2 separate regions of the Rattus norvegicus genome follow, and region 1 is linked to region 2. A link is a contact called in public Hi-C data. All regions are on one chromosome and are shown on one strand. The core of a region is the stretch at or near the end of the contact, and the rest is flanking DNA. Distances in the headings are between cores, read along the strand shown.

The links. Hi-C and Micro-C count contacts between places; a contact is called where the count stands out from the background.
Region 1: a contact with region 2 is called in a Hi-C map of liver, with 2.2 times the contacts expected there. The contact joins the promoter of Bmf here to the enhancer-like site in region 2. A contact is called at or near these places in 3 of 12 Hi-C or Micro-C datasets (kidney, liver and mammary epithelial cells).

The regions. Positions count from the first base shown.
Region 1 is chr3:125,971,923-125,975,551 of GRCr8, forward strand. Bmf (Bcl2 modifying factor) reads right to left here and starts at 2,142. Exons shown (of 5, transcript NM_139258.2): 1 at 2,007-2,142; 2 at 1,507-1,636. The coding sequence starts at 2,129.
Region 2 is chr3:125,934,082-125,937,861 of GRCr8, forward strand. LOC120101638 (a long non-coding RNA gene) reads right to left here. Exons shown (of 3, transcript XR_005502383.2): 2 at 796-929; 3 at 1-383. Among named protein-coding and RNA genes, the nearest start is that of Srp14, 36 kb to the left of the region's middle. Within about 2 kb of position 1,805, at least 56 of the 93 cell types and tissues checked have an H3K27ac peak or open chromatin away from gene starts, as enhancers often do. A contact at or near this core is called in liver, where this site is marked.

The DNA.
Region 1 (3,629 bases), core at 892-3,391, 38 kb after region 2:
GGTTCCCTCCTAACGTGCTAAGCCCCACCCTACTGCACATCTCCACCCCCTCCTTGCACAACACAACAAACAGGCTCTGTGGTGTGGTGAGTGTGTCCTGGAACAGGGGACCTAACTTAGTCACTCCAGCTGGCCAGCTGGCTTAGCTCCCATCCAGAGGAGCAAAGCTATCTGCCCACCACAGGTTAATCTTGAGGGTTGAATCAGCCTCTAGCGAAGTGTCCAGCTACTTCAAATCCTCATCCACTCAGCTTCCCATTCCTGCCGAAGCTGAACCTGAGATAGGTACAATGAGCCTCACAGAAGGAAGTGAAATTCAGCCCTCCTGCTGTGCTCTCTCTCCGTGCCTACACAGTGGGGCTGTTTCTTAGTGTTAAGTTCCTTTCTCTCCACCTGACAGCTCATGAAATTCTGCACTCGGGAGTCACCCAGCAGCTTGAACTTCCAAACTGACCTTGCCTCAGTTAGGGCCCCTGGGGCAACCAGGAGAATCGGCCAGCACCTAAAAGGTTAAGGCAATGCAAAGACAAACTTTGTCTTAGTCGAACTCGGCTGGGGATTCCAGAGAGTTCTGATCTCCACTTTCTTGCCTTTGGAAGACAAGCTGAGTGGTTTGTGGGGTGAAGTCTTTAAAGAAATCTCAGTTAAGTTCAGAAACCTTCCTTTCCCAAATGCAAGCTCGGTGGGGTTTTTGCTTCAACCCCGAAGCCTTACCCCATCCCATCCCTGAGCTATCTGTGGTCTTGTGCCCTCTTCCCTGAAGAATGATGCCATGCCTGCTATTGTTCCGATAGGTAAGGGGTATCTCCAGCTTATCAGCAACAGAAAATAAAGTTCCCAGATGAAAGGACCAAGAGATGTCACCTAGCAGAGCTTCTTCTGTCCTTCAAACACTTCTTTGCAGTGAGGCTATCCCAACCAAAGTAAGGACTCCGCAGAGCCAATCACAAGCAGGAGTCATTGTCTTGGTGTTTCTTTTGAAGCCTATCACTCCCCTCCCCCACCCAGCAAAGCCCCAAAGTTCAACCCTTGCCTACACTGGACAGTGGGGGAGGTGCAGCCAGAGGGTGTGGTTCTGAAAACGCAGAGACCCCCCTCCCACTCTGCACAGAAACTGCAGGTGGCTCTCCACTTGGTAAGAGCTTCGGAGGGGCTCTGGGCAAAGTCAAAAGTAAACCGGAGAGAAGTGGAGACCCTCAGCTTCCCTGAGCTAAAGTAGTAATGTCCAGACTAGTAGGAAGAGGGCACTTCCTGAGAACATAGCCAGGGAATGCTTTATTCCTAGCAAAGGGCTTAAAGTCCGCTGGAGCCACCCCAGAACCTCCGCGCTCCAACTAGGATGCTCAATATAAACTCCTCCTCTTTTTAGGAGTTAGCACTAGCCAGATACCTTAAACTCGATAGTGGCTAAGATCTCTGAACACACGCGCACGCACATACACACACACACACACACACACACACACACACACACACACACACACACACACACACACACACACACACCTGGGTGACTCCAGGACAGCGTCTCAGCCTCCGAGTCGTGATGCCAGGGCTCTGCGCCAGGGTCCAGGGTGACGAACACTCGGGGGACTTGGCGCCCACACTCGATTGGGAAGAAGGGGACAAACTCCAGCTGTTAAGAAGAGGAGCCTTCAGACTCCGCAGGGAGGCGAAACGCACCACAACTCACGGCCCCACCCCACAGTTACACCCGGAGGCCAAAGCGTCCCGGGAGCTTTGCAGTGGACCCCAGGACCATTTGCTCACCTACTTTCAACACCGAATTCCAAATACTTTCCGAAAGCCACTCTTGGAGCAGCAACCCCAAATTTGTGCTCTGCACCTCGTCCCCACATCCCTGCACCCCAATTCCCCGTGGTCACCCCAGATGCCCGCAGTCCAAACCCTTTCCCGGGCCCCCACGCGCTGCGCGACTCCGCTCCCCACTTCCCGGAGGAGGTACGACCCAACTCTGCTTGGCCCCCGGCCGCCCGGGCGCTCACCGGGCTGCGGTGGGAGGTGGTGGCGCGGGCTCGGGCAGCGACTGCTGTGGGCGTGAGCTGGCGCGGGAGGAGGCCACCGCGCACCGCGCGGTATTGTTTCCAAAATACGCCCGCTCCGGGCATCCCGCAAACAGCTGATGAGGCCCCGCCCTTCTTTGCGTCACTCCAACCACTGACCAATGGCAAGTGGAGCTCCAAGTCTCAAGCTGGGCAGCTGCCAGGGACAGTCACCAATGTACGAACCTTCCCTTGGAAACATTATAAGGGGCCGGGCACATTTCTGACCTCCGCCAGAAGCGCAATTGGAGCTCTGTAAAGGGTGAGGATTCGGTTCCGAATGCAAGCCCCAGAAATGACAGAGAGTCCCTGGGTTCTCCACTAGGTTGGGGGCACAAGACGCCTAAGTGACTTTTGTCTACTTGGAAATGGGCTGAATTTTTGCGGGACTTCCAGAAAGCCGGCTCAGGAGGAGACTGGGAGATTTCAGCCGCGACTTGTATAGCGGGGGAAAAAAGGAGTTGCTGGTCTCTAATGAGAAAAACAAAACAAACAAAAAACAAAACAAAACAAAAAGCCCGCCCTCTTGCCTGTTGGGCGTGTCTGAGGAAAGCTAGAGGAGAACACGTGTGTCTGCATCTAGAACTAAATGACATTTGGATCCATCAAGTGCAAAGAAAGGCCATGTCCTCTCGTCTAGACTATGCAAGATCATTGCTATAAAGACTCTGTAAGAGGAGAAATCAAAAGGGCAGCCTGGGTAGCATCAGAGGGCTGTTCTTAGGCTGCTAGGAAAGCAAAACGCATCTCGTATACTATCTAGGGATGGGTGCACATTTTTTTGAACACCTACTGTGTGCCAAGCACTGGTCTAAGTGTCAGACTTCTGTGCCTGACCTCAATGAACTTATACTCTACTTGTGAATGATGGGAACCAACGTGAATGGTGCTATTTTAGGGATAATATGCAAAGACTTTGGGATAGGGCCTTGAAGAATGGGGAATTTTTCACTAAATAAAAACCAAATGAAACAGTCGTGAGCCGGAGAAGGCAGGGAGCTAGAATAAAGTACTGAGCAGGTCTGGGAAGCAAGGTCAGGCCCCTCTATTGAGCTATCAGGCATCCTCACCATGGTTTAGGATGTGAAGGTATGGAGGGCAGGTAGATTTAGGTCAGATTGCAGAGGTACCCCCTGGAATAACAGGATGAGGAATTTGTACCTTTAAAAATAATTTGTTTATTTTTATTTCATGTGCATTAGTGTTTTGCATATGTCTTTGTGACAGCAGGTCTTCTGGAACTGGAGTTACAGATGTCTATGAGCTGCCACGTGGGTCCTTGGAATTGAACCTGGGTCCTCTGGAAGAGCAACTAGTGCGTTTAACCACTGAGCCATCTCTTCAGCCCCAAGGAATTTGTATTTCCTAGCGGGCCGGTAGCAAAGACTTTGCAGAAGATGGATTTGGGGGAAAACGAGGGTGCGCGCGGGGCAGAAATCAGCGAAAGGAACCAAACCCTGCCACAGCCTAAATGAGCTGCAATAGACACAAAGCAGAGAGGCTGGGCTCAGTGGTCTCTCCCTACAGTGTGCTGTAAGACACAAGCTGGGTGAACTGGGCTCCCAG
Region 2 (3,780 bases), core at 555-3,054:
TCCGGGTCACCTGGTTTCAGGGTCCTTGATTCAGCTGCTGCCGTCAGGCCCCCTCCTGGACTCTAGTCTGGAATTTAGGGTGATAAGGGACCAAAGGAGAGGCAAGCTGCATGGAGTCAATAAGTCAAGACAGGCAGCACAGTTATGGGCTGTGTGCCTTAGTCTAGATAACGGGATAGCGGCATCTTCCTTCTTTGCATCCTGTCTTGGTTAATGGACAAACATGAAGAAGCAGGCCAGGACCTGGATTCTGGGGCCTGGGAACGTGAACTCAGTTTTGATCCTGCCAGCAAGGTGGAACTCGGTTCCTGAGATGGCTGGACTCAGGAAACTCTCTCTTAACAGAGCAAGTTCCAGGATATCCAGGGCTACACAGAGAAATCCTGTCTTCAATATATAAATAAATAATAGGGATTAGTTGGGAGGTTGAAGCAGGAAGATCTTCAGTTTGAGGCCAGCCTGTACTACACAGTAAGATCTTGTCTCCAAAAGATAAATAAAAAGGTTAGTTTGTTCCACTATAACTTTTAAATGGACATCGAGTGGTGTGTGTTACATATCAAAGCAGACACTGGCTGCCAGGTCTCAGCATTGCAAGCATTCGTTACAGATGCTCTCTTCACACTTCTCTACCCTAACCATCTCCAGCCTCTGAGCTTCCCTTCCCTTCTCCCAGTTTTTCTTTTCCTATAAAACCCAGCCATTTTGACTATGCCTTCTCTTGGCCTCTTGGTTCCTCTCTTAGCCCAGGCCCCCTTTCCGCCCCACCCCTATGCCCCCATGGCCCAGTCTAACCTGTAGGCCATGGTCAGTCTGGACTCTTGCAGATGCTTCTGGCTGTTCTCTCCAACGTGTCCACAATAAAATCTTTCTCCTTAATTATACATAGGAAAGTGGTCATGTCCGCATTTTTATTCAGTGTCAAACTTCTGGGGAAGAAAGAAGGCTGCGATATTTAGCCGGCAATGGCTATTTAAAAGAAATCCACTAGTTCACACTATAATCCCAGCACTTGTGGCAGGAGGCTGGCCACAAGTGAGTTAGAGGCTAGCCTGGGCTATATATAATGAGTTCCAGGGTAGCCTCAGCTAGGGAGTGAGACTCTGTCTCAAACAAAACAAACAAATGAGTGAGAAATCAAGCCAGGTGAACAGCTCCAACCGTGAAGGGTGTCTACTGCCAAAGCTAACATCCTGAGTTTGATCCCCAGGACCCACAAGAGGAAAGGGGAGGATCAAAGCTGTCCTCTTACCTTCCAGGACACAAGCCACTCACACCATACACATAAGTAAGTAGATGCAATGAAAAATTGAAACAAAACAGAAAAGAAAAAAGAAAGATGTTAAATTTTAATTGTACAATGTCACTAATAATTTTCCTCTAAAATTTCTTGACTATTCTGTATAATAAAGGCATGTGTTCGTTCCTAAGACGCTGGAAAAGATGACCTTGGGATAAAAAGATTTAAATGCCAACTTAAAAAGCTAAAGAGGATGTTCGAGGTTAAAAAAACAAGTAAAAAAAACTTCAAGGGGCTTTGAGGTTGAGTGGTGTGTACAGGTCGTGGGTGGGGTGTAAGGTCTATAGTCTGCAGAGCCTGCACCTCTGAGAAGACCCCTGAGGTGGGCTTGGAAGTGCGTCTGCTTCTACCAGCAATCTTTCAAAGCCTCTAAAATCACAACAAAAGCCCCAACAGCAGCCCCTGCCCTGGGGCTCTGAAGGCTGCCCCACTCCGGCCTTCCCTGCCACCCCATCCTCTCCCGCCCACTGGCCGCCACCTCCCGTCCAGCCTGGAGTAAATAAACCACCGGGCAGGGACCCAGACAATGGGCCTTGGCTAGGAGTTAATGGGCTGGGCCTCTCGCGCTAGCCGAGTGTGACCGGAGCTGGCAGGGGGCCTGGCCTGGCGCCAGCATCGATTACGACTAGACGGAGCCAGGGCAGACTTGGCACGGACAAGCCCCACAGCTGGCAGATTCAGTCACCCTCACAGAGAGGGCACGAGGCCTCCCCTGGGCGCTCACTGTCACCCGCTGGCTGGGCTCCCACCTCCACCAGCACTGCAGGTGGGGTGGAATTACCAGTTGCCCCTACACACGCATACACCCTGGGCCCTGATTTTTGATCCTTCCCAAGTCTGTTCTTGATCAGGTCTCTTCTGTCACAGGCTGATCTGGGCCTCACAGACTAGGGGGATTGAAGGTTGGGTGTATGAAACAGGTCATGTCCTCCAGCAGTGGGGACAGAGCTTGGCTGGAGTCTGCCAGCTGAAAGGGTTTCTTTTCCTGTGCCCAGAAAGGCCTGTAGGAGAACTAGTATTCTATCTACCGCAGCAGTTTCACCCTGAGGCGCAGGGAGCTGGGCTCTGTGAAGCTGTCCAGTGGACAGTGGAGCATGCTGGGAAATAGGCCTTCTTGACTTAGATGATGTCAGCCCGTGGCCTCGTTAGGGCCAACCAGCAATAGTGTGTCCATCGGAAGTTGACTTCTCATTCTGAGGAGATCTATAGTCTTGGAGGGAGAGCACAGGTGCTACTCCCGCAGGCTTCAGAACTCTTCATCCTATATTTCCCTCACCTTCCCCTCCTTTTGTGAGCTCTGGTTTCCAGAGGAAGTTTGAAACATGACTGACTTGACACCTGAGGGGAGCTCTGAGCTTGAGGGGGGGCAGGTGGATAGGAGAATGTGTGACCCAGCAAATGAAGCCTGGAGTGATGGTCTCAAAACAGAAAACAATGCAGGGAGCTTGGGACTGAACCCTGGTCCTCTGCAAATGCAGCAAGCACTCTTAACCTCTGAGTCACTTCCACCTCTATGGTTTTTGGTGGGTGAGGGTGCAGTGGGGATAGGGGTGAGTTTTTGTTGTTGTTGTTTTGTTTTGTTTTGTTTTAGCTCTTTGAGACATGGTTTCTCTGTGTAGCCCGGGAACTCACGCTGTAGACTAGGCTGGCCTTGAACTCACAGAGATCCGCCTGCTTCTGCTTTGGGAGCGCTCTCACTGAACCTGAAACTCTTTGATTTGACTGGGCTAGCTGTCTATGGAGCTTCCGAGCTTCCAGGTCTGCCTGCCTTGGCCACTCCCACACCCTCAGCCGGGAGTCCTGGCACACAGAGGCTCTCTATGCCCAGCTTTTCATGCAGACAGATTCTGGGGAATCTGAACTCAGGTCCTGGTGCTTTCATGGAAACCATTTACCAGTGAGCCAACTCTCCTACTCCTCTCTTCTTTCCTTCTTTCTTTGTTTTGGTTTTGAGACACTGTAGGCCAGTTCCAGGCAATAATCCTACCTAAGCTTCTTGATGAGATTACAACCAGGAGCCGCCATGCCAAACTGAGGGATAAACTTTTTAGTGATTTATTTTCATTTTAATGTGTGTGTGTGTGTGTGTGTGTGTGTGCGTGCGTGCGTGCGTGCGTGCGTGCGTGTGTGTGTGTGTGTGTGTGTGTGTGCGCGCGCGCGTACAGGTGCCCTCAGAGGCCAAAACAATCACAGTATGCCACTGGAGCTAGAGTTACAGTTGGTTGTGAGACCCCTGACATGGGTGTCAGGAACCGAACCTACATCCTATGTAGGAGCAGCAGCAAGGGCTCAAGCTTTCTATCACTCCACCCCCAACACTTACTTTTTAGTGTCCTTGAAGGACCTACAAAAAGCACTTAGGCCGCTTAGGAACATAAAATGTGCTACGTATAACTTGGCCCATAAAATTGTCACCTTCGTTATATGGTTTCAGAGATGTGAAGTCCTGTCGGAAAGTTAGAAAGAACTCCTCAGGGAGC